3 separate regions of the Sus scrofa genome follow, and regions 2 and 3 are each linked to region 1. A link is a contact called in public HiChIP or PLAC-seq and promoter capture Hi-C data. All regions are on one chromosome and are shown on one strand. Each heading gives the region's core, a stretch centred on a gene start, on an enhancer-like site or on the middle of the called end of the contact. The rest is flanking DNA. Distances are from core to core; before and after follow the strand shown. Region 1 holds the start of XRRA1 (X-ray radiation resistance-associated protein 1). Region 2 holds the start of POLD3 (polymerase (DNA-directed), delta 3, accessory subunit). Region 3 holds the start of RPS3 (ribosomal protein S3).

Evidence for each region. Promoter capture Hi-C pulls out the DNA fragments that hold promoters and counts their contacts. HiChIP or PLAC-seq counts read pairs in DNA pulled down with a chosen protein or histone mark.
Region 2: an H3K27ac HiChIP or PLAC-seq map of alveolar macrophages shows a contact between it and region 1. The contact joins the promoter of POLD3 here to the promoter of XRRA1 in region 1. A contact is called at or near these places in 1 of 5 promoter capture datasets (liver) and 1 of 2 datasets of contacts at active chromatin or transcription factors (alveolar macrophages).
Region 3: a contact with region 1 is called in a promoter capture Hi-C map of liver, with 10 times the contacts expected there. The contact joins the promoter of RPS3 here to the promoter of XRRA1 in region 1. A contact is called at or near these places in 1 of 5 promoter capture datasets (liver), 7 of 47 Hi-C or Micro-C datasets (heart right ventricle, liver, psoas muscle and 2 more) and 2 of 2 datasets of contacts at active chromatin or transcription factors (alveolar macrophages and skeletal muscle).

Annotation. Positions count from the first base shown.
Region 1 is chr9:9,278,610-9,282,536 of Sscrofa11.1, forward strand. It overlaps XRRA1 (X-ray radiation resistance-associated protein 1), which reads right to left and starts at 2,084. Exons shown (of 19, transcript XR_002335534.1): 1 at 1,882-2,084. SPCS2 (signal peptidase complex subunit 2) reads left to right here and starts at 1,908. Exons shown (of 5, transcript XM_003482563.4): 1 at 1,908-2,353. The coding sequence starts at 2,057.
Region 2 is chr9:8,904,787-8,908,713 of Sscrofa11.1, forward strand. It overlaps POLD3 (polymerase (DNA-directed), delta 3, accessory subunit), which reads left to right and starts at 1,705. Exons shown (of 14, transcript NM_001244235.1): 1 at 1,705-1,843; 2 at 3,160-3,215. The coding sequence starts at 1,784.
Region 3 is chr9:9,623,079-9,627,005 of Sscrofa11.1, forward strand. It overlaps RPS3 (ribosomal protein S3), which reads left to right and starts at 2,197. Exons shown (of 7, transcript NM_001044601.1): 1 at 2,197-2,230; 2 at 3,380-3,510. The coding sequence starts at 2,201.

The DNA of each region.
Region 1 (3,927 bases), core at 834-3,333:
GCGTACATTTGCTTTTTCCATTCCTTTGGGCTCTCACACTTCTGCCCCTCTTCTTTGTCTGACTCAAACAGAAAGCTCTCCTGTATATCCCCCTCCTCAGATTGGCCCTTATCTTTACTACCACTTCAGCCCACCTTTTTTTTTTTTTTTTTCCCTGCTTTTCAGGCTGCACCTATGGCATATGGAAGTTCCCAGGCTAGGGGCAGAATCAGAGCTACAGCTGCTGGCCTACACCACCGCCACAGCAATGCCAGATCTGAGCCTCATCTGTGACCTACACCGCAGCTTGTGGCAACGCTGGATTCTTTAACCCACTGAGAGGCCAGGGATCGAACCTGTGTCCTCATGGATACTAGTCGGGTTTGTTACTGCTAAGCCACAATGGGAGCTCCCAGCTCACCTCTTAATGGAGGCACTGTGCCAGGCCTGGGTCCTACCTATATCTTTATCCCCAGTGTCTCATACAGGGTCTGGTGCATTGAAGAGGCTCAAGTGATTGTTTACTGAACTAAATGGAATCGTGCCCACAATGCTATCTATGGAGCTCTTCATCCTGCCTGCAAAGAGGGGCGAAGTAAGGGTCAGGGAAGGTTTCACAGGGCAAGTGACATTAGAACTGGGTTTTGAAACACAATAAATTATAAAAGATGAACAAAAAGCTACAGGGGCATCTGACTGGATTGCTTCACAGAAGTGAAGAAATTGCACCTAGTACTTTAGTAATAATGATGACCACATGAGTGTTGGCTTCATGAAAACAGGTATTTTGCCTGTTACTCAGCGATCTGTCCCTCATGACCAGAACAGTGACCACTCCAGAGTATGTACTCCATTTGTTCAGTCATTTGGACACATATGAGGAATTCATGGGGACAAAACAAACAACTAATAATGCAGTGTACTAAATCATAGTGTATTAAGACCTGTTATATGATAACTCTAGGTCATTAGAGTAGGAGTTCCATGAAAGTAGGGGACAGGATCCCCTAGGATTCCTCGGTACAGTTTCCAGTGATGTTGGTGCTCAACAAATACTTGTGTAAACAAAAGCAATAAAAATCTATAATATTATTGTGTCCTAAAGCTGTAAAAGCAGAGTGGCAAAGGTGAGTTAGGCTGGGATCTGGGATCCTTTACTGGAGTGCCTGCACCTGGACAGACATCGCCTTGAGCAACAAAATACAAAGAAACAAGAAGGAACAAAACATAATTGCATGCAAGCACAGTTGAGGCAAATTATGAACAATAAAACACAAAAAGGCCATAAGCCAACTGCCACTTCTGAGGTGCCAAGAGTGAGGAGGGTACTGGGCATAATCCCAGCACCACCAAGGCAGTAGGCAGACCACCTGAGCCATCCCTTCCTCCCCTTCTTTCATCTCATTTAAGGGACCAGCTTGCCTCCTTCCCTCAGGGAGCACCTGTTTCTTATTTTTGCTCCATAGCATTAAAGCAGGAGTCCCAATAAAGCCTCACCTGAATTTCTCATCTGGCCTCTTACCATTTTCTATTGATTAGAGGGTTCAAGGACCCCAGTCAATGGCAAAGGGAGTATAACACGGGTTTGATGTAAAAAACAAAAACAAAACAAAACAAAAAAACCCGGCTTCTAAACTAGGTTCTGATACATGCTCTCTGGCCTTAAGTTTCTTAGTATCCTCCTCTGACTGGTCTGTTACGGGACTAAATGAGAGCATGGCTACAAATGCAGATAGAAGACAATGAATGTGAGTTCCCTAAAATACGAAAACAATACTAACAGCTAAGATGACAGTCACCAAAGAACCGGTAAGGGCAGTAACAGGGGTAGAAAAGGATTAAAGACAAGCTCCTTCGCTTCTTTGGGAAACTCTACATATGAAACTAAGTTTCCAGCCGCACCTGCCTCCGGCGTCGCTTCCGCCTCCGAGGTTTCCGCGGGGGCGACGTCCCGGTCAGGCGGGCAGCTCGGCGAGCCTCCCGGGGATCTCGGAGTAGCTCCACGGTGGCGCTTACCACTACCTTCTCCAACCCTTAGTAACCGCGACGCGTTGGCTGGCCGAGTAGGCGGCAACCGATGGCTGGAGCTTCTGATTACTACAAGTCCCAGCAAGCCCCGCGGCCACTTCCGCTGGCAACCTCGCGTCAGCCAGCCCTGAACTACGGGTCCCGATGTACTCCGCGCGGCACGCCACGCCGCCAGTTCCAGCCAATCAGCTTCGGACAAGTAGGAGGGGAGGGAGACGCACAGGCAGGAAAGATGGCGGCGGCGGCTGCTCAGGGTGGGAGATCCGGTGGTGGCGGAGGCAGTAGTGGGGCTGGCGGCGGTCCCAGCTGCGGGACGGGCAGTAGCCGTAGCGGCTTGTTGGACAAGGTGAGGAGTCGGATTTTGGGGACAGCCGAGGCCTGGGGACTCCTGGGAGGCGGCGAGCCCACCATCCTCTCCCCCCTTTTCTTATGCGGCTTCTCTAGGGGAGTCCTCGTTTGGCCCACCTCGGGGACCCTACGGGCCCTTGTATTCAGCTCTCTACGCACCTCAGACTCGGGCTCTCTCCTCTTTAGGACTTCATTCCTTTTTGGTCCTTAACCTCGGCCACTGCTGCTACTTAGGATAATTTGATTATTTCCACATTTCCTGCGGCCCTCGCTTTTCCTCGGTGGTACTCGGGGCCACTGTTCAGTGTGCCCGTTTCACCGACAGGGAAAGCTGAATCTCGACTAAATGAAGGCAGCTGTTTGAAGTCAGTGGTGTCCAAACTCCCCGCCACACTTGAGTTTTGCTACTGATTCTAGAGTGCCTTTGGCCTTTTGCTTACTAAAGTTTCTAGGCGTTTTGTTGTGATACCCCGAATACTGAACTTGACCTACATGCTGACAGGAAGCTTTTAAGATTTATCTTTTTTCTCTCGCCTTTTTCACCCAACCCCCTACCCTTTCCCCTCTCTTCCTGCCACCAAGTGCCTTAGGTGAATCAGATTCTTGAGCTTGCTGCCTGTTCACTCTTCTCTCCCCCCGCCCCGCCCATCCAGTCTTTCTCTGTTTCTCTCTTTCTTGCTTTATTCTTTTTTAAATGCAGTCTTAGCAACAAGGGCTTAAAAAAAAAAAAATTAAAAAAAAAAAAAAAAAAGGAAACTTCTTCTCGGGGTAGGCCCTTCCTGCCCTTTGCATAGCATTTTGAAAGTAACAATTGTGTAGAGATCTGGGTCCTAGTACTGGGCCTGCGTCTAATTAGCTGTGTGACCTTGAAATATGCTTGTTTTCCCTGTGTCTTGTTTCCTCATTTGTAAAATGAGGGAGTTAGTCTTCATCCACCCTAAGGTTCCTTCCAATTCTCTCATTTTAGGGCCCTGGGCCAGTTTGATAAGGAATGTTACACAGGGGGTCTTTATTTTAATAGAGTGAAAAATCAGGATTGTTTACTTTAATTGAAAACAGCTTTCAGACTTCTCTGTGTGTAACACATGGTAGGCAAACATGAAGTGTGGACAGTCTTCAAAGGCAGTGATTACTGAAAAGTATACGGCATTGGTGCATTATTGGAAGAACCTGGATTTGGGGAATCATAAGATTTGGGCTTTGACATAGCTCTGCTAGTTTCAAACTGTATGAAGACTGACAAGTCAGTTAACCTCACTAAGCTTCCCTTTCTTCACCTGAAATATTAGGATTTGGGGGAGAATCAAATGAGATAATACAGGTGAAAGATGTCTATAACTTGTAGTATCTAACAGAGAAGCATGATGGCAGACAAAAGAAATCAGTACGCAATATAGCTGCATATAGGACATGGGGTACCCAAAATATTAAACAGAAGTGTTTGGGTAGTTCCTGCTGTGGCATGACAGAATCGGTGGCCTCTTGGGAGCACTGGACATAGGTTCAATCCCTGGCCAGGCACTGTGGGTTAAGGATCTGGTGTTGCTGCAACTGCGACTCAAATCTGATCCC
Region 2 (3,927 bases), core at 455-2,954, 370 kb before region 1:
TTTTTTTTTTTTTTTTTGGCATTTCTGCCATTTCTAGGGCCGCTCCCGCAGCATATGGAGGTTCCCAGGTAGGGGTCTAATCAGAGCTGTAGCCACCAGCCTACGCCACAGCCACACCACATCTGCAACCTACACCACAGCTCACGGCAACGCCAGGTCCTTAACCCACTGAGCAAAGCCAGGGATCGAACCCGCAACCTCATAGTTCCTAGTTGGATTCATTAACCACTGCACCATGACGGGAACTCCATATGTACCCTATTTTAAGGCTCTACTATCCCTCACTTAAAAATCTCCAAGAGGAGTTCTTGTCGTGGCGCAGTGGTTAACGAATCCGACTAGGAACCATGAGGTTGCGGGTTCGGTCCCTGCCCTTGCTCAGTGGGTTAACGATCCGGCGTTGCCGTGAGCTGTGGTGTAGGTTGCAGACGCGGCTCGGATCCCGAGTTGCTGTGGCTGTGGTGTAGGCCGGTGGCTACAGCTCTGATTGGACCCCTAGCCTGGGAACCTCCATGTGCCGTGGGAGCAGCCCAAAGAAACAGCAAAAAGACAAAAAAAAGAAAAAAAAAAGAAAAATAGACAATGGATTTCCATGTAGTCTAAATGACTGAGACAAGAGGAGAGGTACAGAATTAATGCAAGTGCTATAATGGAAGAGCAAAGAAAATAGCCAAAAAAAAAAAAAAAAAAATCTCCAAGAAAATGGAAGCTACTTGTGAACAGGCTCTGTGTAATACTGATCACAGCTGTATCTCCAGTACCCCAGCACCCAGAACAATGCCTGGCCCTTAGTGGGCTTTGGCTGACTTTACCTTGAATAAATGCATGTTGCAACCAACATTTGAAGAGGGTGCTATTACTATTTCCATCTTAGAGATAGGAAACAGGCTTGCAGTGGTTAAATAACTTACCTAAGTCCACACAACAAATATCAAAACCAAGATTCAAAGCCCAGGTCTAACTCTAGAGCCTGCTCCATTATCCATTAGGCTGCCCTACTGAAATTCACTGGCTTATGCTGAAGGGTATTTTAGCTGATGTTAGGAGACATTTTAGTTGGAATTCCCCAATTTGAAAACTTCTTGAGAATAAAGTTCACGTGTCCCCTCACACAACTTGGAAGGCACAGCATCCTTTGGATTCTTCTGTCTCATCTCTCATTGCCCTCTCCCAGCATTCCAGCCATAATGAAATTCCTTCTCTTCCCAGCAAACACTCCCCTCTCTCATCCCCTCTGGAAAACCTTCCCTAATTTCTCCATTCTGAGATTCTAACAGGCAGTACTTTATCACAGCTGGGAGGACTTTACTAAAATACTTGTTTATTTCTGTCTTTATTGTTCACTGCTGTGTCCCAGTGCCTAAGTGCCTGGAATAGATGGGGTACTTAATACTTGTTGAATACACGCATGCAAGGGCAAGGATTATTTTATCAGTTTACAAGTGGAAAGACTGCGGCTCCTACAGGTGAGCTATTTTGCCCTGAGTTGCTCACCGAGCGGCAGAGCTGAGAGTAGAAACCAAGGTTCTACAGACAGCGCCTGCAGGGCACGCCCGCACCCCGGCTCCTCACTTCCGTTCGCTCCTATTAGCCCCGCCTACTTCAGCCAGCGCCGTCTCCGAGCCTCGTTTGACCCTCGGCGGCCGCCGTAGCGCGTCGCTTCCGTTGCCGTGGGAAACGACCCGGGACGTGGGGGGCTAAAGAGACGTTTCCCGCCGGCGGGAGCCGCGGTTGTGGCGGCGCGGGGGAGCTCCGAGGCGGCGGGGCCCGGCACGGCGGCACCATGGCGGACCAGTTTTATCTGGAAAATATAGACGAGTTCGTCACGGACCAGAACAAAATCGTGAGGACTTCGGGCTGGGGGATGCGGGCGCGCGACTGGGGTCCTGGGCCCGGTGAGGCCGGCGGGGGCCTTGACCCCTGTGCGTGTGGCCGGGTGGGGACTGGCCGAGGGGGTCTCGTCCCCGTGCCTAGTGTCCCAGAGCGAGCGAGGCCTCGCCGGGGAGGAGCTCTCCTTGTCGCGCGAACCCGCGTCCCTGGGGTGGGCGTGCTGGGCTCTGCGCCCCGACCACGCGCCGCGGGGGTCAGGCGCGGAGGGAGGAGCGTTCATTGATAGCGTTTCTCAGGTCTCTCTACACCTGTCTGACAAGTTTGAAGTCCTAAGTTACCCTTGAGGAAATTTGTGTCTTAGCCGGGTTAAGTGATAAGTTGTGCAAACCCTCCGACCGTCCGTTGTTTTCCTCTTCCCGGAAGTTTGGTGTTGATAGAGGTTTGACCTGCCTCGCAGGGTTAGAGTCAAGATTCAAGTGAGACGATGAATGTGAGTGCGTTTCGCAAATCGGGAAGATTGAGGGCTTGCTGTGAGCTTGGATACACATGACTGCGTTTAATCTTTACAGCGACCCGCTAGAAGTCGGTGGAAGTATCCCTACAAAAGGCAGTTGAAGCAGAGGGACCAGATAATGTCTTTGCTTGCGGTTAGTAAGGGATAATCAGTTTTCCAGCCTAGATTTGTCTCTTGCTAGTGATTTCCTCCACATCACACCGCTTTTGCCTAACCTTTGTAAGTTTTCTGATTGTTGGAAACTCGACAGGTTGGGAGGAAGTGGCAAATGACAGGAGAGGTCAAGGAGGGATGGCAGGGGGAACAAAGCTTGATGCCAGTTGTTCCCAATCTCACCCCTGATACACTATTCAACCACTTCACTCATTACCTGACCCGGCACCACCTGTGGGCGCTCTAATGTTTGTATGGCTGCACCTTTCCTCAGAAGTTGGAGTCATACAGTCCAGAGTAACCTGGCTTCCGGTTGAGTTTGAAGATAGTTTCTGGTGGTGGCCCAAAAAAAGGCAGAATGTGGGGGGGGGCTTAGTAAAACAAGGAGTGTGAGGAAAGTAAGAGCTTTTCCTATGTATATTCAGGCTTTCTTTTTAGACTCTTTTGCATGAATTGATCTGCGATACAAACTTCTTAGTATCTGCAAGATAAATACCGTGATCCTCCCTGCCCAGACGGACAGCTCTTGGCAAAACTGGGGTGGCATCTAATGTAATTTATAATGCATTATCATCTGAGAGTAAGAATCTTGAGGAGCCCTTGGGACTGACCCTCACTCTGGAGTCATCATAAAACATTTAAAAAATTTCTTCTTCTTGCAGGTGACATACAAATGGCTGAGCTATACACTAGGAGTTCATGTTAATCAGGCCAAACAGTAAGTACAATTTATTTATTTATTTATTTTCGGTCTTTTTGTCCTTTAGGGCTGCTCCCGCAGCATATGGAGGTTCCCAGGCTAGGGTCTAATCAGATCTGTAGCCACCGGCCTACGCCAGAGCCACAGCAACTCGGGATCCGAGCCACGTCTGTGACCTACACCACAGCTCACGGCAACGCTGGATCCTTAAGCCACTGAGCAAGGCCAGGGATCGAACCCGAAACCTCATGGTTCCTAGTTGGATTCGTTAACCACTGCGCCACGACGGGAACTCCAGTAAGTACAATTTATTACTGTTTTAATCAGATTGGAAATTTTTTTTTCTTTTGCTGTGTTGTTAGTGTACAGGAAGTCTCTATGTTAAAACCACCCCCCCCCCCGGCCCTCTGGGGAAATGAGAAAGAATACTGTTTTGTCTATTATTTAGGAGGTGGGTGGACTTGTATACAAATGTGTGGTGATGCGTTTACTGGATTTATTTGTAGCCTTGTCTTCTGCTTCATCACTTTGTTACTTCAAGTTCATTAAATGGACTAGCTGATTTTATTTACATCTCAGATTTATATGGCTGTTGTCCCAAACGTCTTTGTAACGTTTTCACACGTGCGTGCTCCTCAGGCCTGTCTGGGTGTTCCTGAGACACTTTAATGTTGATAGTGAGGTCAACCAGCGTTGGACGCAGGCTTTATGACAGTGTGAGACGGGAGAA
Region 3 (3,927 bases), core at 947-3,446, 340 kb after region 1:
ACAAAAAAATCCAACCAACCAACCAACCAAACAAAAGCCCAGATAAAATCAATTGGACAAACTTACTGTCTCTGGTATTCCAGCTGTGTCCCTCTCCTTGAGCTGGGCTTGGTAACCCGCCTCCTCCATCCACGCCCAGGAAAGGTTCAGCTGGTCATTTTGACCTGCCTGCCCAGCCCCTGCCCTCTCCCTCCTAGCCCGTAATGGCCCCGGGCAGGTCCCTGATACAGCTGTCCTTGGCCCCCACCTCTCCAAACCAGATGCTGATCTTACACCCTTGGAAAAAGCTTGATGAGTGGAGATCTCCCTGGTCTTTTTCTCTCCCTTGGCCAAGTCTTTCTTCTTCCAGTGTCTGGTCTCTGACTCAGTTTTCCCCACCTCTTTCTTTTGATTTCTCTGCCTTAAGCATTATTGCGGTATCATCCTTCTACCCACAGCAGATAGTGCCCAGCATGTGTGAGAATGGAAGGTGCTGGTGTGTAGCGGCTTCTGCAAAAAGCAGAGGTGTGGGCCCACGTGTTAGTGATGGCAAGATGACTCACCCTAACCAAAAACATTGAAACCAAAATGCCAAGGTGTTTATTTGCACTAAAAGCAGTGATGATCTGTCCCATATAACGGATGCTTTCCACGTGCTGGGCACTATGCTGAGTGCTTTAAAGCCACCATCTAATTCAATCACAGAAATCCTCAGAGGTTAATGAGCACTTTCCAGATGAAGAATATGAGACAAAAAGGTTTAGTGACTTGCCTGAAGCTTGTAAATAGTAGCACTGAGACATGAAACTGATTGAGCTGGCTTCATCATTTTCCCCACTGCCCTGCCTCTGACCAAGCTGTCTGCTCCCTTGGCACCCTCCCAGCAGAACAGAGCATCCTCCATGGCACCTGTGCACGGCAGTGACCCCATCTGTGTGACGCTGAAAGTGCACACCATTCGCCACAGGACATCTCACTGCCTGGAGGGAAATCTGAAAACATGTGTCCTGAAATGTTTGCTTAACCAGAAGAGTGTTGTGTTGTTTTAATTTGCTTCTCTTTTTAAATGTTTTTATGCATGTATTTTAATTTTAATTTTTTTGCTTTTTGGGGCTGCACCCATGGCACCTGGAGTTTCCTAGGTGAGGGATCGAATCAGAGCTGCAGCTGTGACCTACACCACAGCTCAGAGCAACGCCAGATCCTTAATCCACTGAGTGAGGCCAGGGATCAAAACTGTGTCCCCACGGATGCTAGTCAGATTTGTTTTCCCTGAGCCACAGTGGGAATGTCCGATACTAGTATTTTTACAGTGTTATTCTGAGTAATATAATATCTCTTAAAATAGATAAAATAAAAGGCATTATGATGATAAAGATAAAAGCTTCCTTCATGGGCTTTTTCCTGGGACCAGAGAACCATACCCAGGCAGGCATCCTCTGTGTCACTGGGGAGAGACAGCAGATGAGCCACCATGAAAACTCCAGACGTGACGTTGGTGCAAAGAACTTGCCGAGGTCTGATCCTCAGCTTTGAGTCTCTCCAACTCGGTTTTGTGGGCCTCCCGGGTAAGATATGGCACTTGTGAGCAAATTCATCTGAACCACAGTACCAAGAACAATTCGAAAACCAGAATCCATGCATTGATTTGTTTGCTATTCAAACTTTTGTTGACACTGGGCCTGAACCAGGCCGTATCCTAAGCTTACAGTAGTGGAAGAAATATATAAACAGGTCATTCCAACCCAGTGAGATGACTGTTATGGTGATGGGAGCAACTAGGAGAGACCCAATCCTGGAGGAAGTGCCAGAAGGAGATGACACACGGAGAAAAAAGCCTGTTCCTGGTTTCCTCACCTCCGTGAGGGTGGTCACTAACATCCAGCCCTGAAGTCAGAAACCGGCAACATCATTCTCAACTCCCCTCAGCCTCAATCCATCACCAAGACACATCAGGTCCACAGTATGTCCCTTTAATTCATCCACTTCTTTCAGACAGTTTTGACGTTTCGCTTGATCTCCTCCCTTTCGCGTTTCTGCCTACAGGTGTCTCCATCACGCTACTCTTCTCTTTTACCGCCTCCCGGAAGTAAAAACTACATTTCCCTTGAGCGCCCACAGACGTCGACGTCGCGCAGTTCTTTGTCGTCGCGCAGCGCTCTTTATACGCACTTCCGGCCACTCGCCCCTTCTTTTTCTTTCGGCTGCGCGCGGCGGCAAGATGGCGGTGCAGATTTCCAAGAAGAGGAAGGTGAGATCTCGGGGCCCGGATGCCAGGAGCTGTGGCGCCGCGCGGGCCAGGAGCTTTTCTGGGGGTCGTCGCGAGGCCCGCGGCTCCTTCCTCTTCCCCTGGCGGCGGGCCGCGTGGGGTTCCCGAGGGCCGAGGATGGAGGTGGATGGAGCGCAGGCCCGAGCCGGGCCGGCGCAGTATGGCGGAGATGGTTTGGACGGAGAGCAGAGATGAGCACCGGGGGCCCCTCCTGCCCCGGAGAAGGCGCTTGTGAGCATTTCTTGGTCAGTCCGTACCGTTAGGAAACGTGTGGTGTTTGAGGCCGTGAGCCGTTCCCCGCATCTTAGCGGGGCTTCGGGAGAGGGAGGTAGCAGTATATTTGCCTTCTCATTAATCGTTTCTGCGTGCAGCCTTCTGCCTCACAGACCTCAGTTTTGAGAAGGCTTTTGGCATTTTTTCCACTTGGGGCCAAGGAAAAGTTCTGGGGAAAGGGAGGGCGGGGACCTGAGAAGAACGCTTCCTCGAGTTTAACTGAACTGATCTTTCCATGGGAGAGAACTGTGTGAAGTCCGTTCGGTTTGAGGCACTTTGTCATTTTGTGAGTACATAACGTTGGTGTTACAGTGCAATCCACACGCTTTTGTGAGTGAGGATTTGCCAGCTTTCCGAAACACACGTGGGTACAGTTAAGGCAAGATTAAAGTGGCTGAGCGTCTTCTGCTGAGCCGAACTGTGTTTACAGGTGAGGCTGCTTAACTCCCTGGGTGCAAACAGTGTCTCACTTGTGCTGAGTTAGTTCTAAATGGGTCGTTTTAGAGCTGCTTTTGTTTAGCGTGGGTACATGCTAATAACAGTTTTTAAACCCTTCAATGACGAGAAGATGACGAGTCTGACTGGAGGTGTTCTCTTTGACCAGGTAGCCCCTGCTCTGTGTTGCGTTCTGTGGCACAGTTCAAAGGGCCCTGGGTCAAAGTGACTTCCAAAAGATGACCTAGAGGCATTTGTCTGAGAAGGGTTACTCTGTTCCTTCTGGAACACAGATAATATGATTGATGATGGGTCCTCTGTTGGAGGTGTTGAGTTTTAATGAAGGTTGCATTGGCTGAAAGACTGGACTAGGAAAGTGAGCCTGCACCCATGTCCTCACTTTGAATTTCCTTCTTTGGTTAGTTTGTCGCTGATGGCATCTTCAAAGCTGAACTGAATGAATTTCTTACTCGGGAGCTGGCTGAAGATGGGTACTCCGGAGTTGAAGTTCGAGTTACACCAACTAGGACAGAAATCATTATCTTGGCCACCAGGTAAAAACTTGTGTTCCAGGCCGTCACCCATAATTGTTGTTGGCATTAAGATGGTTTATTCTGCAAACTTGGGACAACCAGTGAACCTTAGAATATGTGATTTTTTTTTTTTAAACTGCATTTAAAAAAAATCCTAATTCTAGCTTTCTCATACAACATTTATACTTGCTTGTGTCCAGTGAATAAGACTTTACTACTGTATATATGCAAGATTTAAAATTACATTTGGGGAGTTCCCACTGTGGTCCAGTGGGTTAATGATCTGGCTTGTCTCTGCAGACACTGGTTCAGTCCCTGGCCTGGCTCAGTGGGTCAGGGATCCAGTGTTGCTGCAGCTGTGGCTTAGGTCTACAGCTTTGGCTGGGATTCAGTCCCTGGCCCAGGAACTTTCATATGCCTAGGGTGTTGCCAAAAAAT